Linked DNA regions of Sus scrofa: all the other regions are linked to region 1. The links are chromatin contacts, called in public HiChIP or PLAC-seq and promoter capture Hi-C maps. All regions are on one chromosome and are shown on one strand. The core of a region is the stretch at or near the end of the contact, and the rest is flanking DNA. Distances in the headings are between cores, read along the strand shown.

Region 1 (7,129 bases), core at 3,115-5,614:
ATAGACCTAACGGAAATGCACCCAAACCCAGTGAAGCTGAGAAGGCGTCAGGCCAGAGGAGGAAAAAAAGCCCTCATGCTGGAAGGGTGGCAAGCCCTGAGCTTGCTGGGACCCGAGCTGTTCTGCTGCCTGCAGCCACCAGGGGGCGCCGGTTCTCAAGCCGGGAGGGACCGTCTTAGGTCCCAAACTGCCTGGGGGAAAGGTGAGCTGCTGGTCTCCGGTCAAGGACACCCAGCCCTTGATCCTGGCCGGGGGAACTGGAGATAGAATTCGAGAGACTCTCTCTCTAAACTGTCTGGATTTTCCACAGAGAAAATGCATTTCATGTAGAATTGTAAGTAAGCTTATAAGGATGAAAAAAAAGTGGTTTTTAAAGCCTTTCTGGCCTCGGAGTCCTGAAAGAAGCCTGTGTATTCCCAGATAGGCCCTTGAAGAGCATTCACTACCTACTCCTGAGACGTGGCTTCCAGGGATCGTCTTTATAATTGTCGTCAGGTGTGAGTTCCAGTGAAACAAGTTTTGTCAAGCTTTGGCATCTGGATGTTGAGGCCCTGAATAAGGACTCGCCACATGTGGCATCTCTGAGTGTGGCCTATAGGTTTAAACCGTGTGCCAGCACAATGGGGCTACAGGTGTGAATGGCCCCCAGATAAGGTCTTCAGGTATGAAACCTTCCGCAGCTGTGGCACACAGCATGCCTGTCCCCCTGGGGTTGCAGACACTCTGATGTCTGGCCCACCTAGATCAGACCCACTGGAGAATCCCCCAGTGAAGACCCATTAACCGGGCCACCTTGCCTTTGGTTCAGGGGTGTCCCAGCAATATGCCAAGATCCACGTCAGGGGATCTCTCTTAGCTCCCTGCCCAGCTCCCAGGCACCGAAGCCCTCCTCCCCTCCCCTGAATTTGTTTCAGGATCAAGCCTGGGCCTTGGTGGGGGCAGCCAGACCCAGAGAGAAAAAGCCTCAGGCCCAGGCCTCATCCTCGCCCCCATCCCCAGCAAGCTGGGGGCCTCGGCCCTACTGAGTGAGAGGGGAGGTGCCCAGGGCCTTTCCTTTAGGTCAGTAGTCCTCAAATAGGGGTGGTTCTGCCCCAGAGGGGACATTTGGTAATTCTGGTGTCTTGATGGGCAGTACTGCTGGCATCTAGTGGGTCAAAGCCAGGGATGCTGCCAAATACCCCACAATGCCTAAGACGGACCCCACAATATAGACTTATCCAGCCCAAAATGTCATGGGAGAAGCACTGCTAGCCACACACAGCAGGAAGCAGGGCTGCACCAACAGGAGCTCAGGTTTAGGGGGTGCCAAGAACAGAGAGGAAGACGGGATGTTGGGGGGGAGGGAAAAAGGAGGGCACACTGGACCTGGAGCCATCAGAGCTGGGACCCCCTGACCAGCTGTGCCACCTTGTACGAGTCCCGTAGCCCCTTAGTCTATTTCCTCGTGTGTCAAAAGGACACAAGGATTGGTCAAGAAGATAAATGTGCAAGAGATGAAGCCTGTGCCTTGGCACACCAAGGATGCTCCGTAAAAGCAGGCTGGGAATGTGGGTGTGAGGTGCGGGGCGGGGGCTTACTGAATGCCTGACCCTGAAAGCTAACTGGCCCCTATGCTCAGAATTCCAAAGAAGCCCCAGGAACGAGTCTTTTCTCTCTGCCCAGAACCCAGCAGGCCAGGCTGGGGAAGTGGGGGCGGGGCGGGGCCCTGTACTCACCGCTGTGGCTTTCTCCATCACTGCTGAGATACGGGTAATATTCATGCGTTTGGCGTTGGTAGAGATCCGTGTCATAGGGAACCAGGTCTTCTGATGGCTGCTGAGAGAGGAGCGTGTCAGGACTCGGATGGTGGCAGGGAGACCCCAGCAGGGTTGGCAGCCCCCCAGTATGTCCACACTGAGCAGCTGCATCAGGCCCACTGCTCTCCCTCTGCTTAGAACTGGGAGAGGTGACAATAAAGCAGGGACCCAGGGGAGCAAGAGCCTTGGCTCCTGCAGAAAGGGGGTGACAGGGACCCTGGAGGTCAGAGGTCAGAAAAGAACCAGGGCTGAGAGGACAGCAGGCAGCGCCCCACGGTCACTTCACACTCACAGTCCACTGCTTTCCCGGGTCCCAACTTACGTGTCTGCCCTTTCACCGTGACACCGAAACACCGATACGCCTACCCCCCCAACCATCCTCATACTCCCATGACACACTTCCACCCACACTCCCATGTGTGAACTCACACCCATTCACACTCACTCTAGGGGTCAACTGGCATATCCACACACTTGTCGTCACCCGAGCCCTGTTTACACTCACCTGTAGACACACATAGTGTCCCCCAAATTAACACACGAATCCGTATGCTCGCTGCCAAATGCATTCACACACGTTCACACCCATATCCTTCCAGGGTATTCCTCCTGCACACTCACTCCACAGAACACATGCTTGTCCTCCTGCCACTTTCCGCACCCCACTCCCCTCTCTCACGGCCTGTGCCCAGGCCACTGGCAGGCCCAGGGCCACCATGATGACCAATGGCTAGTCACACTGATGGAATTTCCAGGATTCGCCCAGGCAGGCTTTGGGGGCCGTGGGCCAGAGCCTTGACCCTCTTCCTCCCTGCTCCTCCCATCCACCCACCTCCCTGGGCTACTCCCTCCCCCCACCCCCAGCACAGGGACAAGCATACCGGCTTCCCAACAGTCACCAGGCCTCTCCCCACCCCCGCAGTATGTGCCCAAGGATTGCACAACAGTAACTCTGGCCCTCAGGGTCTGGTTTGAGGAGCAGCACTGCCTTAGGAGCCCACCATCCAGGAGCCACGCCAGACTAGCCCCTGGGCTGAGGAGAGGGGCTGAGGGGTTTGGTGTGGAAGCCCAAGATATGTCTCCTATGCAGCTCTCCCTGGGGTTCAGAGACTGAGAGGTCAAGGTTCAGACAGGGTGGCTGAGCCCCTGGGCCTGTGGCTTTCTCAGGGCAGAGGTGGCTCTTCCCAGGACCACCTCCATCCGCTCCTGCCTGCCCCCTCAGACTCTTGGTCCCAGGTTGGAGAAGGGTGGGACCAGGCCAGGTGGGGGCTGGCTGGCTCCCAGGAGGCCGGGATCCTAGCACAGGGTTTGTGGGTAGCACAGCCCCACAGCAGGATGTCAACCTGGGGTGCCTCCCTGGGGCTCTGAGGCCTGGCTGGGTGGTGGGGGTGGTGAAGGGAGCTGCATCCAGGCCAGGAAAGCTGAGTCAGGTGGGCAGGTCCTGCCAAGTCCTTGCCAGCTCCCCGCAAGTGTCCCTACCCCTGCTGAGGGCAGACAGGGTGGGAAAGGGACATAGGTCTTCTCAGAGAGGCCCAAGTCTGACACCTGCCAAAGGCTGCAACTGTCACTGAGAACAGGAGCAGAAGGGGTCCACCCCAGACGGCTGGCCTTCCCTCCCTGGGGACCGCTGGGACGCCTGCTTCTTCTCCTCCAGCCTCAGCCCCTGCCTTCACCCCAGGCTCACCCTTGACCAGACCCTACCCCAGCCTCAATCTCAGCCGCAGGATGTCTCCAACCCCAGCTCCTGCCCTCTTCTTCCCGATCTCCAGCCCTAACTGCATGGCCAGTCTCTGCTCCCCTCACTGCTCCAGCCCAGCGCCTCCCCGGCCCCTGCCTCCGCCACTCAGGGCCTGGGCCCAGAGCTCAGAGCCTTAGGACCACAACTATGTCCTCTGTGCCAGGCCCCAGCCTGGGTGTTGGGGACTCAGGCTCAAGACAGCCTCAGTATCCAGGAGCACCCAGGCCCTGGGCTGAGATCTCTGGCCTGCTGCCTCCTGCCCATGAGCCTTTACTGTCCTGGGGGCCGGCTTCCTCACCGGCAAGCCAGTCTCCTCATCTCCTCCGCCACCACCTCCCTGCCGCCACCCTCACCATCCTCAGCCCAGCACCCTGCGCTGGGGCTCAGGCCTGCCACCCGAGCCCCAACTATAAATAACCGTTCAGGCCCCACCGATCACAGCCCCACCGTGGGCCCAGCCCTCAGCCCGCCAGGGCATGCTCCGAGGAAGCGAATGGCCCCCTCGCTGGGTCTCAGGCCAGGAGCTGCTGGGAGGAAACACCAGCTTCCCACTGATAGCCGGAGGGCAGCCAGCGGGTTGGTGGGCTGGCGGGCAGGCGGGCGGGCGTCGGAGGGCCGCGGGCTGGGCTGGTAGAGGAGTCCCGGTACTCACAGGGGGGACGAGGGGAAACCCTTCCATTTTGCACGCCTGTAACATCCAGCCGAGCTCCGAGCCTGTCAGGTCCCCTGCCTCGGTGGGGGCCAGTGCGGAGCCCCTTGGGATGGGGCGCCCCGTCGGGGGCCGGACGGACTCGGGGCGGGCGCAGGGCTCAGGCCTGCCCCTTGAGCTACAGGAGCCCTGGGTGAGCCCCCTCCCTTGACATTGCAGGGCCAGCGCAAGTTCCTGATTTTATCGAAGGCCTGCCGCTGGGAGATAGTCCCCTTGGGGTGACATCACCACCCCAGCCCGTTTGCATAAATCTCTTGCGCTACAGGAAGTCTCTGGCCGGCTGGGGCAGGTGGTGCTCCAGGGGCTGGCCTGGGAGGCCATGGGGGCCAGGCCCCCTGCCCAGAGGAAGCCGGGGACTATGAGGGGCGGCCTTGAGGGCTGGGGTGGGGAGGAAGAGAAGGAGGGAGGAAGCCTAGCTTCACCACTGGGAGGCCTTTGCTGCCCCCGCCCTGCTGAGGCTCTCCAGCCCCTAACCCCACAAACACCTACCTCTCTAGAGACCCTCCACGTGCCCAACAGTCACTTCCTTGGGGTCAGAGCTGGTAAGGATGGCCTCTTGGGGCCTCCATTTTCTGGGGTCAGGCTGGCTGGCTGAGGGCTCTGATCCAGCTGATTCCCAGGCCTGGCTCTCCCTGGGCCCTTGGGCCCCCAGCCCCTCGGTTCTGCCAAGCCTAGCGCTGGGCTCCGGGCCAGGGTCTTCAGCATGGTACCACTTCCCCTTTCCTCCTAGTCCTTTTACACTGGCTTCCCTTCCACCAGAAGCGTTCTTCCACCCTCTCTTCCCAGTTTCCCAAGCACCACCGCTTCTCCCAGATCCCTAAGTGCTCTATTCCCAGCCCAGATTTCTCAGTTTCCCCACCCCTGACCAATGCCTTGATATCAAACCTTTCTTGTCTGTCCATCCATTCATCTGTTTTCTCATCGATTTGTTTATCGGTCTGTTTGTCAATCCATCCATCCACTCATGAAAGCCAGCCGTGCATTCATTTGTCTATCAGTTTATCCAACTATTCACTCGTTAGCCCATTTATCTATTAGTCTATCACCCATCCACCCATTTATCTGCTTGTCCCTTTAGCCATCTATATGTTTATATATCAGCCCATCCGTGACGCATCCATTTTTCCATCTGTTTATCTACTGTATATCCTGCTATTAATTTGTTCACCCATTAATCCATTCATCCACCTGTCCATCTAGCCATCCATCCATTCATACATCCGTCCATACATTCCCCCAACTACCCAACCATCCAACCCCCGCATCCATCCATCCCTTCATCCATCTATCTATGTATCATCCAATCATAATTGAGTTCAAGGGGAAAGGAGAGGTAACGGACAAGATCCCTGCCTTCAAGGAGTTCCTGATCTAGTCTGGAGGGCAGAAGGATGAATAGAGATATTTTTTGATCTATTGATCTCTGATGAGTCTACTTCTCTTGAGAAGAACTTCTTGAGTGTTCCGTTTCCTCCCCTGAGTAGTTGCTTTATATCCCTCCCCAGTGACTTGCCAGCCTCCTTCCTGTCACTGGAATCCCAGATCCCCTAGTGCTTATTTACTTGCAGCAAAGACCAGGAATTCACAAGTCTGTGTTCTCCATTAGATCTTTTTTGCCTACAATCTTCACTGATTTTTTTTGAATGCACTCTTGGGACTCTCCCAGGGGTCCGAGTTACCAGACCTCAGGACTTCCAGGAACTTGACCAAGGCCCTCCCCAAAAAGGAGCAGATCCATCCTTGTCCCCACTTTCCCATCAAAGTCTAGTCCTAGCCCATTGGATGTGTGTGGGGAGTAGGTCTATTGCACCAGGTCCTGCTTGATGTGTTCATTCATTCATTCATTGTTCTTTTTTTTTTTTTTTTTTTCTTGGTCTTTTGAGGGCTACACCTCTGGCATATGGAAGTTCCCAGGCTAGGGGTCAAATCAGAGCTTCAACTGCTGGCCCGTGCCACAGCTACAGCAATGCAGGATCCAAATTTCATCTGTGACCTACATCACAGCTCAGGGCCACGCCAGATCTTTAACCCCCTGAATGGGGCCAGGGATTAAACCCACAACCTCATAGACACTATGCTTAACCCATTGAGCCACAAAGGGAATTCCCAATCGCTAACTTTTGATTGAGGCTCCTCCACGTGCTGGGCCCAGAAAGGGGACATAAACATGAATGAGGCATGTCCTTGGCCTCCAGGAGCTCACAGGCCTGCAAAGAGAACAGAGGTGTAAGCAGACAGACTGGTTCTTCGGGGCTGGGGCACAGAGGTGCCAGGGAACAGTTAATTAGGTCAGGGCCAAGGGCAGGAAAACACGAGTGAAAAGTGAGGGAAAGAGCATGTCTGGCTGAGGAACCAAAGTCAAGGAGCAAAGTCAAGGAGGGGAGAGCGAACAAAGGAGTCACCAGTGAGCTGCTATCCTCTCGGCTAGAAGCAAGACAGGACAAGAAGGCAATGAGCTTTTTGAGTCCCCAGCCTGGGAGCTGGGGTAGCAGACCAGGTCAGCTATGGGTCCCTGAGACCTAAGTCTCAAGGCGCCACAGGAGAAGAAAGAGATGCCATTGTCCCAAGTCTGGCCAAGGCCAAGGGGCCTGGGTAAGGAGACCCATAAAAGATCCAGGGCCCCAAATCTCTGGAAATTGGCAGAACTGTCCCTCACGTTCCGTGCCCATTCATACACCAGCAACTCCTGCTCTTCCTTCCTTCTGCTGCCCCTCCGCCCAAAGGGCACCCGAGGCCTCTTCCCAGAGCCTCCCATTCATTCCCAGAGACCTGCAGTTATTTGAGGCCTTCAAAATAGGATCTCGATTCTAGGCAGTTCCAAGCAGAGCAGGGAAGGTCTGACAAACCACAGTGCCAGGGCTAACGGCTCCTTAATAGGGAGAAATT
Region 2 (7,129 bases), core at 3,346-5,845, 220 kb after region 1:
ATCACTGGGCAGGCAGAAGGGGACTCTCGCCAGGACATGGCTTCCAGGCGCTCACCTGTCAGTCTCACCCAAAGGCTTCTTCCAGGCCAGCAGTGCGCTGTAGTGGAAAGCGTGCAGGATTCAGATTCAAGAATATCTGGGTTTGAAATCCAGCTCTGCTCCTTCCTAGCAAGTTGTCAAATCTCTGAGCTTCCGTTTTTCTCACTTGAAAAATGGAAAAACTGGAGTTCCTGCTGGGGTGCTATGGTTAAGGAACTAACGTCTCTGCAGCAGTGTGGGTTTGATCCCCTGCCAGGTGCAGTTGGTTAAGGATCCAGCGTTGCTGCAGTTGGCCCAGGGACTTTCTTATGCCATGGGTACCGCAGGAAAAAAAATGGGGATAGTATATGGTTGATGGGGTGACTGATAAACACCCCCCACACACACACCCCCATCAACCCCCGTGCTCATCTCAGGTTCAAGAATTTTCACAGGTTATATTCTTGGTGGACTGTACTGTTTTCTTTCCCTTTCTGGATAAGGTACTTCTTTTGGACACATTGCAGTATGTGTCTTTGCCTGGTGAACCTTCCTTCGATGAGCCACGCCCCTCCAGCCCAAGTACAAAGACCCTTGAATCTGGTTGGTTGACCCTGAAGATATGGAGGGCCAGCTGCATAGTTTCAGTGGGGCTGACCCTGGATCCTGGCACCTTCAGGTTGGGCCTGTGACTCAGGTCTGGCTAGTAGAGCATTCCATCCCCCAGACACACTGAACAGAATGGTTTACAGATGGGACATGTGTTTCAAGCCAGAGCCCTTCAGGGGTTTCTTGCTGGAACTTCCCTAAGAGATATTTACTCATCCTCTGAAATTACAAGCTCTAAGAAACCATGTGAGTAAAGCTGCCATTTATCATCTTGGTGCCAAGTGGAGTGAGGGAAACCAGGCAGAGGTGGGCCCAAGGGACACTGCCTTTGTTTGCACCATCAGATTAACCACTGGCCATTTCTGTCGCTTGAGCCAATAAATTCTTTTTCTAAATTAAGCCAATTTGTTGGGCTACTGAGTATGCAGCCATAACACACAGCTTGACCCTTTTGTTGTTGTAAAATCACAAGCTCCCCGTCATCAAGGTTCATTTTCAACTCCTTGTTTAAATCTGTTCCCCTATTTGTATGTACAAAAACAGAACTCAGTCCATGTGCATGACATACTAGAAGCTCACCAGACTTATAGACCCAGGTCTGAATTCTGGCTTTGTCATTTATCAGTCTTGGGCCAATCACTTAACCCTTCTGAAATTCACTTTTCTATCAGTAAAATGCAGCTGTATTTTATTTAGTTGGCTGTTCTATGGGTTGGAGCTAATGCATATATGGGCAGGTCATATAGGAGACCACCAATAGTCCGTTATTAGGTGGTGAGTACATTTATGTTACCCTGATAGCTTTTACTCTGCAGTCTATAGATGCACTTTTTAATTTTTTTCTTTTTTTGCTACCCCTGTGGCATATGGAAGTTCCTGGCCCAGGGACTGAATCTGAGCTGAAGGTGCCACCTACACCACAGCTGCAGTAACCCTGGATCCTTAACCCACAGTGCTGGACCAGGATCAAACCTGTGCCTCCACAGAGACAAGCCGGATCATTAACCCACCGTGCCACAAGGGGAACTCCTACATGCACTTCTTTCCAGGTCACATCCATCTCTTAGCTGTCATGGTTTCCAGGTTTATCATGGACTTGACCAAGGAGAGAGCAGGAATGCACAGGCTTTTGGAAAAGATGGAAGATGAGGGGGTGGACAGGAATTTCAAAAATCAAATGGAGAAGAGATGGAATTAGTCTTTTTAAAAACATGCAACTGCAGAACTTTACACCCACTTTCTATTTATATATATCCTTGTCTCTCAGCTTGGCTCCTCCTGCACAAGGCTCCAGTGGAAGATAACAGACACAAAGAGCAGCTGCTATTGAGGTACAAATATGAAGTGCAGAGGAGGCTGTAGGAGAATTGGGACTGTGGGCTTAGGGTGTTATGGATTTAGGGATGCTAGGGCAAGAAGTCTTAAGAAACGTAGGTCAGAAAGTATTTTGTCCCTTGCCGGAAGCCTGTATAGGCAGAGGAAAGTTGGAGCCATCCTCCATATCCACGTCGTACCCTAGAGCTCCAGCTTTATCTACTGCCTACCGTCCTGCACTGGTGGCAGGAAGAGAAGATAGAAGGCTGCCGAAACAGCTGGGCAGAGATGATGTACGTGGCAGTGGGGATGGAGGAAGGATGACAAATTCAAGAGGAATTTCTGAGAATCTAGCAGTGACTTCTTAGAAGAGGGAAGGGCAGAGAGGAAAGTCATTTCCAGGGTTTTAGATTGGGAAACAGGGTGATCAGGAAGTGTTTAATGAAGTTTGAGAATCCAAGTACCACTGCAGGCTTGGCTCAGAGAAGGGCTGAGATGTAACTAATTGAATTTGAGGATCCTGAAGGACATCCATTCATTCGACAAACATTTGTTGAGTACTAGGTGTTAGGTACTTTTCTCGGTGCTCATTATATGGCAGAAATACAGCTCTGAAGAAATGTTAGGACTGTCATTTGAGAGGCAGTGCCACTTTCTCTCAATTCTTGGCTTTTATTAGCTCCATGACTTTGCCTATATTATCTATACTTATAAAGTAGCCCTTCTCTCTCTTTTTGTCTTTATAGGGCCACACCCGTGGTATACGGAGGTTCCCAGGCTAGGGGTCGAATTGGCCTATGCCATAGCCACAGCAATGCCAGATCCTTAACCCACTGAGCGAGGCCAGGGATCGAAACCTTATGGATCGAGTCCTTATGGATGCTAGTCAGATTCATTTCTGCTGAGCCATGATGGGAACTCCTCTAATTCTCAAATAACCATGACAGCTACCACATACCAAATATTTACTGTGACACTGTACTCAGTTTAATGTGCCAATAAAAGAATTATCTTCCTGAGGCTTAATATGATCAAATAACTAGTCTGAGGTCACACGGCTAAGTGACAGAGCTGGAAGTTGCTCCCATTCCACCATCCTGCCTCCCAGTACCCTAGCCTTAAAAAAAAAAAACTGCTCAAGGCCACTCCTTCATGAAGTCTCCCCTGAGTTCCCCCAACCTGATGTGAGCTTTTCCTCTTGTGGATGCCAGGGATGTGGTTTCAACCTCTCCTGGCACACCCTGCCTGTCCAAGAGCCATCACAGCAAGTGTTCAGGAGACGCAGCGAGGATGCTTTCATGCACCAGGCTTTTTGCTGTTTTACATGCTTCTCAATTTACTCCTCTCCAAATTCCTAGCTTTTACCTTCTCATCAGACCGCATCTCCTTCCCCAGAGCACAGGAATGCCACAGGGGCCAGGGAGAGAGTTCTTGCACCCTCACCGCCTGGAGCACAGGGCTCTGCACACTTAGTAACTGAGGGCTGTACTTACAGACTCTAAATGTGGGCCCCTCAGGGGAGGAAGGGCCTGAGATGCTGAGTTCCAGGGTGAGGTGAGCAGTCCCAAGCAAGCTGCGGCTCTGTTCTGTTTTCACTCTCCTTTTCTGTTTCCAGCCAAAGGACATTCTCAACAATCTTGGTGATGCCAGGAGGCCCAGACGGGATGGAAAACCAGTAGGCACACTTCTGCTTCTTGTCCTTATCTCCCCTCTGGCTCTTCATGCGACTCCATTTGGAAATAAACTGCAAAACCTAATAGATTTTCCATGGAAATGTGGCACATACCAGGGAACAGTCCATTCTCCTGGCTGCCTTAGTGAGGCCAAAATCGGTGCTAGAGAAGGTTCTCTCAGCCACGGTGTCATCCTGGAGACTTTGAGGGGGTGGGGGTGGGCAGGGTTTCTTTCATTATCTGCTCTCCCTCTCAGCAAGTTGGTGTGTCTTGAATAGCTCCTCCAGGTCACAGCTTTGTTCCCTCCCCGCTTTTCCTTGACACTCTCCAAAGCACTGTTCTCCAGCCATATTTTGGTGTTTGGAACTAATAACTATGTATCTGAAAACACTCTTTTTCTGGGTGGCAGTAAGTTGATTCCAGAACAATTGTGGTGCTTTTCTGTTTTGGTTTGTTTGTGTTTGAGAGGGCCTAAAAAGCTCCTGGGCCTTGGATTTTTTTCTTTCTTTTTCTTTTTAGGGCCACACCTGAGGCATATGGAGGTTCCCAGGCTAGGGGTCCAGTCGGAGCTACAGCTGCCGGCCTATGCCACAGCCACAGCCACATCAGATCTGAGCCACATCTATGACCTATGCCACACAGCTCACAGCAACACCAGATCCTTAACCCACTAAGCAAGGCCAGGGATTGAACCCGCAACCTCACAGTTCCTAATCAGATTCATTTCCACTGTGCCACGATGGGAAATCCTGAGGCCAGGGATTGAACCTGCACCTCAGCAGCGACCTGAGCTGCAGCAGTGACAATGGTGGATCCTTAACCTAATGCGCCACAAGGGAATTTCAGAATAACTGTGGTTTTAATACAAAATCTGCCCGATTGGTCCCAGACAGGAGATTTGGGGCCTGGACTGCAGAGGAACCCTTTTAGGAGAGCATGACAAATGGGTATTTCAACATTTTGTCTCAGGGCCATGGAATCATGGCAGCGTTAGACCCGCCTCCCCACCAAAGCTTGGGGAAGCAGCACACAGACGAAGAGGCTGAGTCATATGGACAAAGCTGGCTGTAAGGGAAACACTTTCAGTTGCTTTAGAAATCAATTTGTTACCATCTAAGATGTTCTCCAGAAAAGTTGTTTTTTGATTGATGGCAAAAAACCCCCTTCCATTTGCAACTTTTTCCTTCTAAGACAAAAATCAGAGGCCAAGATCCTGACTCTCTCAAGTCTGAAGACTTAAGATGAAGGATTAATAGAGGTGGAAAAAGTTAAATGAGAGTTTACATGTGACATCCTTAAAGAAGCCTTAAAAAAAAAAAAAAAAAAAAAAAGTCTCTCCAGAGGAGATAAAATACACATCTTTATATTTAAAAAATAAACCAAAAGGACTTCCCTTGTGGCACAAGAGATTAAGGATCTGGCCTTGTAGCAGTGTGGGTTGCTGCTGTGGCACAGGTTCCATCCCTGCCCCTGGGAACTTCCATATGCCACAGGTAGAGCCAAAACCAAAAAAACCCCTCCCAACCAAAATCCCAAAGATAGAGTATTCTGGCACTTAGGGAGGCAGCCTGAATGAACCTGTTCAACATGCAAGGCTTTTCTAGAAGAATCCACAGAGAAGCTGACATGTACATCACTGTCAAATGTTATCCTTCAAATGTAGCACAGGTTCCAATGCATTGGACTGATGGCACTCCTGGGAATAAATCCTTTGCTTTCCACATCTGCATAAACCATAATAGTCCAGAAAAGTAAGAGTGATCATTTCTTTTCAGTTGCTTTACTTATTTTTCATTCTGAAGAGGCAAAAACTATGTCTTTCCTGATTTAAGACGATTCTACTCTATTGTGAGGGAGGTTAGTTCTTTAGTTTACTGATTTGATTAGAACACACAGCATTGCTCCTGAGATAGACCAATCACTTATCATTTGGTTCACTGGCTACTTCTTTCTCAGCATTTCATTGCTTCTATGAAGCAGTAAACATGTCTTGGAATTCAAGTCAGGTTTGAATCCTGCTCTGAAACTCACTAGCTCTGTAATTTTGAATGAGTTACTTACTCTGAGTCTCATTTTATTTTTCAAGTAGGACTACTCACTCTACCAAAGACTGTGAGAATTAGCACTTACACCTCAGGCCTGGTAGTCATTACTCACCATTATTCTCTCTTCTGGCTTCCTCACCTGCCATAACACCTTAAACTGACCAACTTTATGTACTGCTACTTCCCCAGCTACAGTTTTTCTATACAGCCCATGAGGCTAATGTTTTAGGGGTCTGTTTTTTTTTTTTTTTTGTCTTTTTGCCATTTCTTGGGCTGCTCCTGCGGCATATGGAGGTTCCCAGGCTAGGGGTCTAATCGGAGCTGCAGCCACCAGCCTACGCCAGAGTCGCAGCAACGCAGGATCCGAGCCACGTCTGCAACCTACACCACAGCTCACGGCAACGCCGGATCGTTAACCCACTGAGCAAGGCAGGGATCAAACCTGCAACCTCATGGTTCCTAGTCGGATTCGTTAACCACTGCACCACAACTCCCAGGGGCCTGTTTTTTTGGTCTCTTTAGGGCTGCACCCGAGGCATATGGAGAGTCCCAGGCTAAGGGTCAAATCGGAGCTGCAGCTGCCAGCCTACACCAGAGCCATAGCAACGCTGGATCTGAGCCACTTCTGTGACCTGCACCACGGCTCACGGCAACCTCAGATCCTAAATCCACTGAGCGAGGCCAGGGATCAACTGTGTCCTCATGGATACTAGTCGGGTTCATTAACCGCTGAGCCACAAATGGAACTCTTTAGGGGGCCTGTTTTAAAGGGCTAAATATAGTAATTTTTTTCCCACAGACACCAGAGAGAAGTAATGCCACTGTGTAGGCCTTGAACTCGGTGCTGGATGTAGTCCCCCACCCCCTTTTACTTTTTGCTTTAGGGCCACACTTGAGGCACATGGAAGTTCCCAGGCTAGGGGTCACATCAGAGCTACAGCTGCTGGCCTAGGCCATGGCCAAAGCAACTTGGGATCCAAGCCACGTCTGCAACTCACAGTAACGCCGGACCCTCAACCCACTAAGTGAGGCCAGGGATCAAACCTGCATCCTCATGGATACTAGTCAGATTCATTTCCGCTGCACCAATACGGGAAGCCCTTGTAGTTTCCCTTTTCAGTTTAGTGCGCAGTATTATTAGCAGCCTTGGGGGAGGAAGAGTTTGAAAGCAAAGATCTCATCAGGTTGGGAGGACTATGAGACTTCACTAAAAGATGGCACTAGAACTGAATTTTACTGTACAGGAAAACTTCAATGGGAAGAGGGGAGGGAGGATATTTCTAAAGTAGGAGATCACTGCAAGGCGAGGGTATGTTTAGGTAACAGTAAGAAGCTGGGAAATAGGACTCTGTTTAAAGTTTCCTTTATCCTATGGTTGCTTACCTACTCTGGCACTTCTACAAGTACCCCAAAATTCCAGAACACCCCCCCACATTCCTTTCTTCAATCAAGCTTCAATGACCATCACTG
Region 3 (7,129 bases), core at 2,036-4,535, 160 kb before region 1:
TCCAACCATTAATAACTCAGAGCTGTCCCTCCATCCCAGAAAATGGACCAGACAGGCCAAGTCTGCCTCAGCCCCCAGCCTCATGCTGGCCTAACCCAGCCCCACGACCAGAGGCAGACCCCAGGCCTGGGACACCAGCCACCCAGGTTCATCTATGCAAAGGGCCTGCTCTAAAGTCCTTGCAGCCGATGTTGCAGCCATGACTTCAATCCCAGGCCCCACTGCAGAGATCAGATGCTCGGTCTTCAGGAACCTCAGTCCACATGACCGGACAGCAGATCTGAAAAGAATCCCCGAGGCCCACCCTCTCCCAGGTACCCCACACCTGCCAGCTGGCATACTGACCCAGAGAGGCTTTGGGTGAGGTGCCAAGCAGGTCCATGTTGGGGCCGTGCTCTGGTTCTGCGGATGCAATGGTGGAAATTAGGTGTAAGGCTCAAACCTTCCTACAGCCTTCTCTTAAGGGAACTGATGGGACAACTGTAGGGGCGCTGGCTTTCCTCAGCTTTCTGACAGAAAGGAATGCCCATCACATCCTCCAAGGGAGTGAAATGAATCCCCGCCCACCCAGAGATGTAGGAGACCCCTCACTCCCATCCCCTCAGCCAGGTGTCCCATTCTTAGCCCCAAGTCCTTTGCCGGGACCAGGGCCCATGGTTGGAATCTGGGCTGTACTCACGTGCCAGGCCACTGCTCTCTGCAGATGGGGCTGGCTGCTGGGTCTCAGACAGATCAGTAGCTGGTGCACTCCAGGCAGGGGGCTGAAAAGGTCAGATGACAGAAGCCTTGATGAGCCATTCCTGCTGGCGAGGAGTGCCAAATACCTTGTGGGTACATAATCTGATTCCAAGCCCACAAGGAAAGGAGACTGGAGGTTATCAAGTAAAATTACATTTGCTATTCACCCCTCCACTATTTACTTAGAGCCAGAACCCACTCCCCTAGTTTAATAACAATCAACAACCATCACCAGGTGTCAGGCACAAGTCTAAGGGTTTTTTGCATATAAATACGTTTAGTTATCACAACAAACTTTTTGAGGTAGATACATTCTCCATCGGAGAGAATGAGCTTTTGACAGGTTAGATGTCTTAGCCACAACCCTAGAAATGCAGATGCAGAGAAGCAGAGATTCAAATGGAGTCTGACTTCAGCACCCAGCAGAGGGGAAAGCTTCTCCCAGGGGTGGGCTGCTGGGGAGGGAAGCCTTTCAATGCCCCATCCACAGTGCCTCTGTCACAGGAGTAGAATTCAGGAAAAGGTGTTTGGGCTCCTGATACCTCCTGGGCCTTTAAGAAGCTTCTCCTCAGCACCCCAGTTTATAGGGGTCTGTTCCCAGGGAGGGGAGAAGGGAACACCTGGATCCACCCAGCTGTGGGCCCCGGACATTCCCCATCTGAGGTATGACACCAAGGTGAATGGACTCCATCTGTCAGGAACAACTATGAAAACATTCCTCGTGGGCACTCACTTGAGTGTGTTCGGAGAAGAAATCAGAGTCCTTCTTCTCTGGGGAGTGGCTGGGAGCACTACTCATATTGTCTATCCAAAGCTAGAAAGGAGAAAACACCCTTGAAACCCAAGGTTCTGAATATTCCCAGTCACCTCATGTCCCCAGCCTGGGGGAACAGGCACTTACATCAGTGCCATGCCTAGCCAGGGCCGCACTCCCCAGCTGCCGGATCTTTTCCCGGTACATCTGGGCAGCTCTGCTATTATATTTGGTGTTGGCATCATTGGCTGTGCATCCATGTTGGCGGAAGAAAGCTGTCTGGAGAGCAAAGAGAAGAGAACGTGCTACAGTTGATTCAGCCCAGAGCAAAAGAGGCAGTCCCTCCTAACAGCCTGATACTATTTCTACAGGATGATACACCCTATTGACACCAAGAGTTTTTCATCAAGTTTCTCAGAAACTCCTGCAAAAAACCACAGTCTCGAACCTCTGAGATGAATGATGGAAGCCCAGCCCTCACTCAACTTTGCCTGAGGACAGCATGCTGTACCCACTCTGCCCATCCTTCATCCAGGCCCCCAAGACCGTGATGACTGCGAAGGCCCCAACTCCCTTGGCCTTGCCCCAAGAATGTCTGTCCAGCTCGGTTTAAAACCAAAGCCCCTTTGTGAAGAACAGGGATACATTTCCAAGTTTAGAGAGTAGGGTACAGTGTTGCCATAGACCAGAGATTTCTCCTAACTGAAACTGAGAGAGCCTTCAAGAAGTCACTGTAGAGTCAGTACTCAGGCAGAAGAATGGGGGTGGGAGGATGGTAAGAAGGAGCTTTACCGCATTGGCATTCCCGCCGACCTGCATACACCTCAGCTGGAACCAGTTCCAGTTGGAATCCAACTCTGTGGACCTGTGTGCAAGGGCTGCGTGTCACCTACCAGCAGGTTCCAGGAGACGCTTCCCTGGCAGACCCACACCTGTCATTTGGCCTCGGGCTGCAGCAAGCGCCCAGGAAATATTCATCAGCCGCCACCGTGTTTCCTCCATTCTACCCTATCCATGAAAGCCTTGCTCTACATCCATCTAGTCAGATGGCTACCAATTATTTTCCAGATGGAAAGGAGGTCAAATTCTCAAGCACTCAAGCCTGGACTCGACCTTCCCCTTAAGCACAGCCACAGTCTGGCTCCAATGTATCAGCAACAAGATCAATGCAGATAACTCTTCCCTGAAACTGACGCTCGGAATGTCAATTCTGACTGTCAGGAAAGAAAGGAGTTTTGACCCACATGCGGAGTCGAACCGGCTGCGTGGTAAGGGGCCCACACTGGCTGTTTCCACTCATGAGAGGATCGCAAATACCGAACTCAGGGCGATCCAAGTTCAAGCAGCCACTCTCCCCCGATGAACCCCGGGCGGCAGGGTGGAAGCACAGCGGCCGCGAAAAGACCCTACCTGATGAAGCTGAGATGGACGCCCAGGGAGCGATGCACCCCGGAGCAATCAATGCACAAGAAAACACCATACGTGATGCTAGCCCAACTCGGATTCTTGGCGCCACAGTCAAAACAGGCCTGCGTGAAAAAGGCGATGAGCGAATGGTCAGGGGCCCCAGGTCCAGGCCGAGCGCTGACACCCCGGGAAGACAGTCCACGCCCTCCCTCTCCCTCCCTCAGGCGCCAAGGGAACCAGGGGAGTCCCTCTCGGCCAGTGCCTGGCCCTGCCCGCCTCCCACTCACGCACCTTGTTGGTTGGAATTGCGCGAAGCCTCTTAAAAAGAGTTTGGATCTCTGTCTTGCTCGGCTCGGCCGCCATTTTCTCTCCTTCCCAGATTCCAGCGCGAGCGACGGGTCGCGTCACAGGCCAATCCGCGGCCGCGAACGCGGGTCAGCGGGTGGGGCTCAGCGGGGGCCGGCCGGCCTAGGGGCGGGGTGATTTGTCCGGATCCCGACCAATGGGCGGTCGGTGGAGCAGGAGCCGAACCATCAGCGGCCTGGGCTCGGCGGCAGTCGCTCGAATCCACGCCACGCCGCGCCGGGGCCAATCCGCAGTCGGGGCGGGGCGACGGCTCGCCCGCAGGCCCAAACGTCGCCGCAGAGGCGCCCGCAGGTCCGGTCTTCTCCAGAAGGTGGAGCCATCTCTCAGGAGCGTGGGCTGCGAGACGGGGAAGCCGGCCTCTTCTCGGGCCAGATCCCAAAGAGTGAGTGATGATTAACAGTCCTACCAAGCACTCCTGGGCCTGCCGCCCTGAACGGGAAGGTAAACTGACTGGGCTCCCGCCCCGCTCAGAACTCCTCACCCAGCCTCCAGTCGTGGTCGGCTCGCATCTAGCCCTATCTCGAGTCCCTTCCGCCCCAGGTTAGGGTCCCAAATCCAAGTTAGGGTCCCAAGTCCAGAGCAGGTACCAAGTTGACAACCTTTGCCCAACCCCCACCCCCATAATATACTTCAGGCCCACGACCTCTCCTCAGTGCCTGGCTCCAGATGCCCTCGGTGGCCTGGCGGCGGAGGGGCGGGGGGTAACAAAGACGCACACAAGCCTGACAGTGTTTTGTTTTTCTTCCAAGTTTATTTTTTCCAAGTTTAATACACACTAGAAGCCACAAAAGAGTGCTGCTAGCCCAGAACTACACTCACCCCAAGCGCGCCCCAGGAAGCTCAAAACACAGACTGGGCACTGGGTCCACAACTCCTGGGGAGACCAGGGTATTCCTGGGGAGGCCCAGGCACCCCTGAGCCCTTTTGTTACCTCCTGACCTTCCCACCTTCCCCTCAGTCCAGACTCAGTTGGCCCTTCCCTACCAGTCCCTTCCTAGAGGCAGGCCCCTTTGCTCCTGGGAGTCTCAAGACTTCCTCTCTCCTGAAAGGGACAGAGGGCCACCAGGGGCAGCATGGTTCAGGGCCCTCAAGTCCAGCTGCCCAGACAAGCTAGGCTCAGACTGAAAGGGGTGGTGGGGGTGGAGAAACATGTAGAAGGGCTGTAAGGGCAGGTCAGGCCCCCACACACTCAACGTAGTTGGCAGGGTACAGGCCAATCCGGCCACTCTGCAGCTGGCCCTGGCACCAGCCCTGCTCATCCTCCTCGCTCATCTTCAGCAGCTCCTCCCCTGCGGAAAGGGGGATTGGTCACTGGCAACTGTCCTAGCCCAGCCCCAGCCCTACAATTGGGTCAAGGACTTGGGGGGAGGGGGAGAACCCAGCTGGAAGAGACTTGGCTCAGGCAGAGAGAGGTCAAAGTCAGCCCCCCCACCCCCACCCTGCATGCAGCAGTCAGGCCCCAGCTGGTGACTTTGAGAGGCAGGTGAGGCTCAGAGCAGACACTGACTCCTGGAAGCTGCACCCAGGGCAGCCTTGAGAGTCAGAGAATTAGCACTTGAGAGTTGGGTATCTAGCTTCCCTTTTCCACCCTCCTGCTCAGGCTAGTAAAGGGGCAGGGGTTGGGGTAGAGGGGCTGAAGTCTGAAAAGAACCAGGAAAGGGGCTGCAGGGTACCTGCTCGGAAGCTCAGCTCATCGGCTTCCTGGCCCGCGTAGTCATAGAGTGCCCGCACCCGGACCCCAGTGGCAGCCTTCCGGGGGTTGTCCTCGTCTGACCACTCCTCATCCTGCCTGCCACTAGAGAGGGGAGGACAAGGAGGCAGGCTCAGGGCCCAAGGAACACTTTGAGCAACAGAGCCGAGGACTCAGGGCTAAAGGCTCCTCCCCTGGGGAGACATGTGGGGAAGACCTACAGATTCTAGTCTGAGTCTAGTCTGCCACACGTGCCTGTGACTCAGGCGCACTTCCTACCACACAGAGTTGACATGAGCAGTTGATGAGTGGGGGCATGGGAAACGCCTGGCAAATCTAAACCACCATGAAAACTGGCATCATTACAATACATGAGTAGGTCCTAAGGTCCCTGGCATCAATTTTCAACCCGGAGTTCCCGTCGTGGGTCAGTGGTTAATGAATCTGACTAGGAACCATGAGGTTGCGGATTCGATCCTTGCCCTTGCTCAGTGGGTTAAGGATCCGGTGTTGCCGTGAGATGTGGTGTAGGTGGCAGATGCGGCTCAGATTCCATGTTGCTGTGGGTGTGGCGTAGGCCGGCGGCTACAGCTCCAATTCGACCCCTAGCCTAGGAACCTCCATATGCCGCCGGTGCAGCCCTAGAAAAGACAAAAAAAAATTTTCAACCCACTTCAGGTGTGAAGGGAATGGAAGGAAGGAGACAGAGGAGGGAGGGCTGAGCAGGGGGCAGAGCCGTGTCCTTCCCACAGCCCAGATCCTGGCTCTCACCCTGGGGACCCTGGGGCCTGGGGTGGGGGTGCAGCACCATCTCTTGTGGGCACGATGCTGGTCAGAGTAACCTCATCAGGGCTCCGGCCACCCTTCTCCTTCCGGCTGATTGTCCTCTGTGTATCCAAGGACCACTCCTACGGGGACAGTTCCTAGAGTCAGGCTGGGCTGCAGGCTGTGGTAGCAGGGCCATCCAGATCACCTTCACCTCCTTCATGCCAAGCCCCAGCCTCCCTCCCGAGGTCCAGGCTGAGCCTAGTGGGAGCCCACCCCACCTCCCAGCCCCGCCTGTCTGAAACACGCACCTCAAACTGTGGCCAGTTCATGGCCATGCCCGGCCCGTGGGTGCTGCGCCACCAGCGCAGATCCTCTTCATCACTGGCTGCCTCGATGCCCTGATGCAGGTCTCGATGGAGTTCGTGGAACCTGAGTCCCAGGCACAGCCTCAGCTGGGAAGCCCTGGGCCTCTGTGCCCCTCCATCTCATTCAGCCAGAGCCCAGGAGAGATGGAGGAGACCCAGCATCATGTCCGATCTCCACGCCCACCCCGCGGGCCATACCTCTCGCTGCTGGAAAGGTCCAAGTGCTGGTGTAAGGTGAGCAGCATATCCTTAAAAAAGAGAAGCCGCTGGCGCTCGGCAGCCTGGCAGGTCTCGAAGGCCTGTTCCATGTCCTCCATGTAGCGCGGGGTGTAGCGATGCAGTTCCGCTAGTGTCTGCTCATAGTGCGTTTTCATCTGGGTGGGAGACGAGGGAATCTGGTAAGGACAGGACTTCCTTCCACTCAGGATTCTGCTAGTATTTACTGAGCACCTGCCATGGGCTAGACTCTAGACTAGCCACCAGGGTCCCAAAACCCAGCTCCTGCCCTCTAGGACCCCAGCAGCCCAATAAGGGAGGTGACATTCCAGAACAGCAGCTTTAGGAGTCTGCTGGAGAGTGAGACAAGGTCAGCCTATGGGGAGCAGTAGGAGAAATCAGAAAAGGCTTCCTGGAGGAGGTGAAAATGGAGCAGCACCTCAGAGGACAGGGAGGATCTGGATGTGCAGGGCTGGAGGAAGGGCGCTCTGGCAGAGCAGGTGACATGAGAACCTGTCCCAAGTGGGACCCGGTGAAAGGAAAGGAGCTGGGAAGGGCTCCACAACTGCTAAAATTATACCAGTGCCCCAAACTGCTCGTTTCTTTCCTGAGTAAAGCACCATCTTTCTCAGGTTCTTCCTTTAAATGACAATCTGGAGAGAAGGTGGCAGGTGAGGATGAGAGCAGTTAGAGGCTGGGGACTGGAAAGGGGTTCAGGAAGCCCCTGACCTAGGCTGGTCCCGTCCCACGGCCTGTACCTTCTCGGCCTCCCTGGAGCAGCGTTCCACCCGTTCCTGCAGCTTCCGAAGCTGCTCCTGGGAGATG
Region 4 (7,129 bases), core at 1,671-4,170, 140 kb before region 1:
AGAACACTTTACAGTTTGCAAAGCACTTTCACGTATTATTTCAGCAGTCTGGCAATTGCCCTGCAACTCTGGCTGCTTAGAGAAGTTTCCTGGCATCCAGCACTGTTGGTATTTCATGTCAGGACACTGATTCAATATGTGGATGGTGCCTCCCGCCCCCACAGCAGAGACAGAAGGTGGGGTTTGGGGGTATTTACACAGCTGTCTGACACTTCCAAAGCTACGCAAAATTATAATTTTGAAAAATGGACACTGTTCCCAGAGTCATACTTTCATTTTGCATTATTACAAATATATTCATTTTGGGGCATTTAAGTATGTATTGGAGGTGCCAAGCAGCAAGGACTCTGAATGCTGTATTCAGTCTGTTTCCAACCCTTTAGGAAGAATTTAAACTTCAGCTCCTTGAGGCCATCATTTATAAACCACTGGATGCAGTAACTGTGTGTGGGAAGCCTGCACACACCATCCGTGTGGATTACGGATGGTTTTGCAGACTCAGCAGTGTTTGGATCCATAGACAGCTTGATCAGAATCAGAGTCATGTATCAGCCTGCAACAAGAAAACAATTCCTACTAGATGGAAACTTCCCACAGGGAGGCCAGAGTTGAAGGCAATCACTAGTTTCTGCTGCTTTAATAGCAGATTTTAAAACTGGAAAGGATCTGCGAGACCACCTCCTCTCTCCCCTTCATTTTATGAGGAGGAAACTAAGGCATAGAGAAATGAGATGGTGACTCCAGGATCAGAGTCTGAGTACAGTGCTCTTTCCACCATGCTATATTATTTGTTCCAGAAAACACCTAAGCCACATTTTGTTTTGCAGATCAAAGAAATTGGCATTATTTAGGGTCATGCTCACGGTCTACTCAGCTTCCAGTGTGAACACGAGACCTTGATTTGCTATCACCAGCAGCTTTTGAATGAATTGCCTTGTGACGCTTTATGTCAAAAGTAGCATTACAGATAGAATAAAAACAGCTATAAATAGGGTTTCATGCACATCCTCTCCATGGCGTGAAACCAGAGCAATCCTGTACCGTTCGCCTCATTATCAGATCAGCAGTATCAAAAAAATATGTATTGAAGTTCTCGTTGTGGCTCAGTGGAAACGAATCCGGTTAGTAACCATGAAGTTTCAGGTTTGATCCCTGGCCTCACTCAGTGGGTTAGGGATCCTGCATTGCCTTGAGCTGTGGTGTAGGTCGAAGATGTGTCTGGGATCCTGCTTTGTTGTTGTTGTGGCTGTGGTGTAGGCCAGCAGGTGTAGCTCCGATTTGACTCCTAACCTGAGAGCCTCCATATGTTGTGGGTACAACCCTAAAAAGCAAAAAAAAAAAAAAAAAAAAAAAAAAGCATTATTTGCTTTTGTCCACTCTGCACCTAATGGTTCACCAGATGGGAACATCTGACATCAAGTCCCTGAGCTGCTGCTTTTGGTAAAACAAAGCAAAATCCAGGGTAAGGAAGGCCCAGCATACAACCTGAGGCAAAGCATTTTACTGGTACGTGCAAGGGAGGTTTCCACTGCTCACACATGGGTTTTTTTGTTTGTTTGTTTTTTAGTCTACCATGGAAGAGTCTTCAATACTAAAAGGGATTCTGGGAAAACCTGACATTTCCTTTGTTCATGAATCCAACATGGCCAACTATTACCTCCTTGCCTTTCTGCTCCTTCTGCCTGGAATGCTCTCCCACTCTCCTCTCCCTCGATTTCCCCTCCAGATTAAGCTTAAGTATCACCTTTTCTGAGAAGTCTTCCTTGACACTGTCCCTTCTTTACCCCACTCCAAGCTGAGTTCAAGTGTCCTTTTTCTGTGCCCCCTGCCCCTCCAGAATCCAATGGTTCCTCTCTCACCAAGCTTATAACACTCTACAGTAGCTGTATGTTTATCTATTAAAAGGCACACTTGGAGTTCCCGTCGTGGCGCAGTGGTTAACGAATCCGACTAGGAACCATGAGGTTGCGGGTTCGGTCCCTGCCCTTGCTCAGTGGGTTAACGATCCGGCGTTGCCGTGAGCTGTGGTGTAGGTTGCAGATGCGGCTCGGATCCTGCGTTGCTGTGGCTCTGGCGTAGGCTGGTGGCTACAGCTCCGATTGGACCCCTAGCCTGGGAACCTCCATATGCCGCGGGAGCGGCCCAAGAAATAGCAAAAAGACAAAAAAAATAAATAAATAAATAAAATAAAAGGCACACTCCATGGGGAAAAAAAAGAGTATTTTTTTGGCCACACCCACAACATACCGAAGTTCCCAGGCCAAAGATTGAACCCTTGCCACAGCAGTAACCAGAGCCACAGCAATGACCATGCCAGAACCTTAACCCACTGGGCCACCAGGAAACTCTAGGAAACAAGAGCATGTTTAATTTCAGCTTTCTCTTTGACTGGAATAATGTCAGAGTATGTTTTTGACAGATGTCAGTAGAATGAATTCTCCTGCTTGCCACTATTCAACCACCCCCTTGATCTGGCCTCTCTTACTTTGCACAAATCCTTAATGTGATCAATTTTCTCCTCCTATCCTATTTATAAATTTTAATGCCCCAAGCCAAATTCCACCAGGGACACTCCTGTGGTTGAACTCTAGGTCTACTGCTCATTGCAACAGAACATGCATACCACGGGGAATGGTGGGACATCTCTGTAAGAAGGTATTAGAGGGAGTTCCAGTCATGGCTCAGTGGTAACAAATCTGACTAGTACCCACAAGGAAGCAGATTCGATCCCTGGCCTCGCTCAGTGGGTTGGGGATCCAGCATTGCCATGAGCTGTTGTGTAGTGCTCAGACACGGCTCAGTTCTGGTGTTGCTGTGGCTGTGGTGTAGGCCAGCAGCTACAGCTCCGATCAGACCTCTAGCCTGGGAACTTCCATATGCTGTGGGTGCAGCCTTTAAAAGACAAAAAAAAAAAAAAAAAAGAGTGAAGGTATTAGAAAGAACTTACAGGATTGGTTTGTGTTGGATGGCTTGGATAATAGTTCAAAGAAGTGAAGTTTTGCTCTGGATTGGAGGCCGAAAGGAAACAGGGGTGATCCTATGATTGGGCATCAATAAACCTTATCTATAAGGTGGGGGGAATGAAGCAAAGCCAAAGCTGTGATTAGCAAAGAACCTGCAGTCACTCATTTTAGCTAAATAATAAGGGTCTGTTTGGTCATTTTTTTTGTGGTTTGGACAATGTTCATACTTTTTTCTGTGTGCAGTGATCTTGTTTTTGTGTTGATCTATCATGGTCACAGAATGGCCTTGTCTGTGCTGATGTTTTGTGAAATTGTTTATTTGGACAGAACGTTAAGGCTTAGCTAATAGTACCAGGCCAGCTCCCAGATGCCAGGAGCTGATTTTTCTTTTTCTCATGGTTCTCACACTCATTCCTAACTTTTACCAGTCTGTTTCTTCTCCTAGGATGCTCTTCTCTGCCCCCCTCCCATCCCCAAACTCCACAAAATCCCATTTTCCTTATGAGCTTTTCCTAAATATTCTTTCTCCATTAGATTATATTTTCTGAATGCATCTAAAAGTGTTTGTTGGCTTACAATATAGTACTCAGTTGTGTTCTATCTTGAATTGTTTGACTTGTTTCACATGTATTTTTCCTCTTAGTAGATTGTAAACGTTTTAGCGGAAGGGTCATTAAGGATCCCCCAGAAATGAGCACCCTGCAGAGGTGAAACTAATGGCTGGTCTTAGTAAGTGGGCTGGGGACAACTTGCTTCTGTAACGGAGCTACAGGTCTGCAGAGGAGAAGCCACCAGCGTGCCCTTTCCCCTGGTGGTTGCCATTTCTAACACCTTGTGCTGATTGGAAGAAAGCTTTTTCCAGCTTTTCTTTTGGAGTATTCATTCCTTTCAAGAGATATTTTTGCAACTCTATTCTGTCCCTACCTGTCTGAAAGCTCCTGGAGTGTAGGATCTACCACTAATGCATGTTTGCCTCCTCTCACCCTCCCAAAGCATCTGGCACCAGACTTGGCGGGTGGAAGGAAAGGACCAGCAGTCCGACTAACCCCAGCTTCTGCCTGGCTCGTCGCGGAAAGTGGGGTGCATCCAAACTATCTCCCTGTCGGGCCGGGCGGGACACCTATGAGACTCCCTGCCTTGGCCTTTGGCTGAAATCGTGTGCACAAGGCCTCAGCCCAGTTAGCTGCACGCTGTATAGGCCCATCGTCGCTGTCCCACGCTGCTCTTTGGGCAGACACTCAACAGGTTTGGAGAAACTTTAATTAAAAGCTTTGAGTTTTAACCACTTTCTACAGAGAAGCTGAGATTCGACGGAGCTGGAGACATTTAAGTAATTGCCACAGACCGCAAGGCCGGCGGAAGGAATCGGCTCGGTTTTCACAGCGGGGAAGCGGACAGCATTGTATAAAGCCGCCCCACACCAACTGTACGGATCAGCCAATCACAAAGCCCGAGAGGGTGTGGTCACCAATTAGAAAGTAGAGAAGGCGGAGCCGAAGGCTTGATTGGCATCGGTCTTGGGTGAGGGGGCCCATAGGCCTGGCATAGACCCCCCTGAAGAGGCTTCAATTCGGGAGGCCTTGCTCTGGCGGCCATTTTTATTTCTGGCAGGTCAGCTGACTTGGACTAGCTCAGGGCCAACACGTAGGCAGGCGGCATCCCTTTTCTCTGGGGAGCGGCTGAGGCCCTCCCCTTACACACTTCCCATCTCTCCGCGCGCGCCCCCGCCTTCCCGGTGAGCCTGTTTGGCGGGAAGTTGGCTTAGTTGGCTTACCTGTGGCTCAGCGGGCTCCCTGGTCCCTCCCTTATTTCTCCCCAGAAGCTTCTCAATCTTCCCCTGGTGATCTCGGCATAGGGCATAGTACCCCTTCGCACGGAGGACGCGATGGCTCCCAGGAAACGCCCAGAAACCCAGAAGACCCCTGAGGTGGTTTTACGCCCCAAGAGCAAGAGGAACAGAAGCCCCCGTGAGCTGGAGCCCGAGGCCAAGAAGCTCTGTTTGAAGGGCCCCGGTACTGCCTGCGCCTGCTGCTTTAATAATTCCGCCGTTTGGGGTTCTCACGCAAGAGGCTGGAGTGGGGGGATGGGTGTTCCTAGGTTCGAGGCTGTCCCAAATTTTGGACGCCTCAGGCTAGGAATTTTATCTGCAGGTCTTTGACGCCTTGGAGCTTGGCTTAACCTCCCTCAGGTGATGGGAAGAGGCAGATGAGTTACATTACAAAGGACACAACAGACTCCAAAATCCTTGTTTGTACCAGGATTTTTACACACTGGGGACTGCTTAAAATAATCCTACTTTGCCTGGAGGTGTAGCTGTATATCCTTGGTTTAGCTGCGAGAACCCTTCATTTCCTTCCTCTCTTCGGATGACGCATTTTCTGGGGTTTACTGCGGCTTGGACCTGGGGCTGTAAGGAATGCAGGGAATTGAAAAGACTGAAGCAGGAGGTCGTTGAAGGGTTTTTTGTTCAAGAGAAGAAAGAATTGGTTGTTGAGAGGTGGGATTCATAGAGGTGGGATTTGGTCCTCAAATACATGTTGATAATCCAGAGTCGCTTTATTCCTGTTCTAGGTGGAGCTACCTCCCCAAAAGTAGCCTAGTGAATTTAGCGCCACGCAGACCCTCTGGATCCTGCTGGTTTTCAGGAGAACAGATTGGACATGGGACCAACAATTGGTCACCACTTACATTACTTTAAAATAGAATTTAAAGAAACTGCTTTTTCTTAAAATCCTAAAATCTTTTTATTGTGCATTATATGTGATTTTAAAATTGTCACCCAACCCCATCAAGAGTTTTCCGGCCCCAAATGGGAAGAGTTCTGCAGTTCTTGTGTGTTTCTTTGGCGCAATTCTCAGGAACCCTGCAAGATCATAGTTAATTTCTCTTAAGAATTACTATTTTGGGGAATGTTTTTTGGAAGGGGTTGAATCCCTACTCACTATTTTTTGTGCTGGGTGAGACTGAGCAGAAGGTGGGAAGGCCTTAGGAGGTGATAAGAGAGATTATCTATGCCTAATGAAGCAAAAAGTCTTTCTTTCTGGGATGTTTCAGCAGAAAAATCACTCTTGAGTGAGAATGAAGCGGAAAATATGTGTCTGTTCTGCTTGGCAGGTTCCAGCAGAAGATCTGACTCAGGCTGCCTTTGGGCGGGGTTGGCTAGCCTGCGGGTCCCGGCACCATGCAGCAGCATCATCAGGGCTCTCCATCATTATAAGCTGGGCAGAACCTCCTGGCCATCACTACAGCAGGTGAGGTGTTTCCTGGCTAAAGTGCTCAAGGATTTGCATGGTGCCTTTTTACTACAGGATGGTCCAAAATTAGATGCTGGGTTGGGTTAGCAGATTGTCAGAGTGGTCAGACACCCACTTCTTGATGACTGGCTCACTGGGCACTCAGCCAGGTAGAAGTCCTATGCTGTAGGGGTCCCAGCACCCTGCCCCCTTGCTTTCCATGGTTAAATCATGTATATTGCAAATATATGTATGCACAGAGCCAGGCAGTTAGTTTTCCTTTAGTAGGAGGCCTTGGCCCCAGGCCTCATCTGTGAAGGAGTCAGAGATTGGCAATTTACCCTTGTGTTTTAATTCAACTTAATTCTTTTCTCTCTGTGTCAGGGTCTCCAGCAGTCCTTTTTGCACACTCTGGCTTCTTACCGGATATTCCAAAAGGCTGCCCCTTTTGACAGGAGGGCCACATCCCTGGCATGGCACCCAACTCACCCCAGGATCCTGGCTGTGGGCTCCAAAGGGGGAGATATCTTGCTCTGGAACTTTGGCATAAAGGACAAACCCACCTTCATTAAAGGGGTGAGCAGTTCTCTGTGCCAGATGATAGTGCCGAAAAAAATGTTTGTTGAAAGGATGAAATGTCATCTAGTGATGAGATGATTGGGAGGGAAATTAATTGTGGATATTTTCAAACAAGTGAATGGTGATGATACTCTATTGAATGCCTGCCCTTAAAATAGGAGAAAGTTTGGAATATTGATCAGTAAGTCACCACATATTAAGCCCCTTCTTGTCTCCTTGGCCTCCTCTGTGCTACTGTCTTCCCTCATTTCCTATGCTTTAGCCATACTAGCCACTTCTAGTCCTGGAGATGGATCCTTGCACTTGGTGTTCCTTTGACTGGAGTGCCCTTTCCCATGGGTTTCTCATGGCTGG

Evidence for each region. Promoter capture Hi-C pulls out the DNA fragments that hold promoters and counts their contacts. HiChIP or PLAC-seq counts read pairs in DNA pulled down with a chosen protein or histone mark.
Region 2: an H3K27ac HiChIP or PLAC-seq map of alveolar macrophages shows a contact between it and region 1. The contact joins the enhancer-like site here to the promoter of SPI1 in region 1. A contact is called at or near these places in 2 of 5 promoter capture datasets (fetal liver and fetal skeletal muscle), 10 of 47 Hi-C or Micro-C datasets (embryonic fibroblasts, fibroblasts, heart right ventricle and 5 more) and 2 of 2 datasets of contacts at active chromatin or transcription factors (alveolar macrophages and skeletal muscle).
Region 3: a promoter capture Hi-C map of fetal liver shows a contact between it and region 1, with 2.8 times the contacts expected there. The contact joins the promoter of ARFGAP2 here to the promoter of SPI1 in region 1. A contact is called at or near these places in 1 of 5 promoter capture datasets (fetal liver) and 1 of 2 datasets of contacts at active chromatin or transcription factors (alveolar macrophages).
Region 4: an H3K27ac HiChIP or PLAC-seq map of alveolar macrophages shows a contact between it and region 1. The contact joins the promoter of DDB2 here to the promoter of SPI1 in region 1.

The regions. Positions count from the first base shown.
Region 1 is chr2:15,225,166-15,232,294 of Sscrofa11.1, reverse strand. It overlaps SPI1 (Spi-1 proto-oncogene), which reads right to left and starts at 4,364. Exons shown (of 5, transcript NM_001001865.1): 1 at 4,187-4,364; 2 at 1,716-1,812. The coding sequence starts at 4,231.
Region 2 is chr2:15,005,672-15,012,800 of Sscrofa11.1, reverse strand. No RefSeq gene overlaps it. Among named protein-coding and RNA genes, the nearest start is that of C1QTNF4, 11 kb to the left of the region's middle. Within about 2 kb of position 4,595, at least 7 of the 83 cell types and tissues checked have an H3K27ac peak or open chromatin away from gene starts, as enhancers often do. A contact at or near this core is called in alveolar macrophages, embryonic fibroblasts and fetal liver, where this site is marked.
Region 3 is chr2:15,386,759-15,393,887 of Sscrofa11.1, reverse strand. It overlaps ARFGAP2 (ADP ribosylation factor GTPase activating protein 2), which reads right to left and starts at 3,285. Exons shown (of 16, transcript NM_001244552.1): 1 at 3,191-3,285; 2 at 2,903-3,021; 3 at 2,285-2,357; 4 at 1,640-1,771; 5 at 1,472-1,552; 6 at 680-761; 7 at 346-402. The coding sequence starts at 3,262. It overlaps PACSIN3 (protein kinase C and casein kinase substrate in neurons protein 3), which reads right to left. Exons shown (of 10, transcript XM_021085228.1): 5 at 7,063-7,129; 6 at 6,287-6,462; 7 at 6,032-6,152; 8 at 5,727-5,863; 9 at 4,939-5,060; 10 at 3,995-4,554. The coding sequence ends at 4,439.
Region 4 is chr2:15,366,414-15,373,542 of Sscrofa11.1, reverse strand. DDB2 (DNA damage-binding protein 2) reads left to right here and starts at 2,920. Exons shown (of 8, transcript XM_013994357.2): 1 at 2,920-4,975; 2 at 6,078-6,214. The coding sequence starts at 4,849.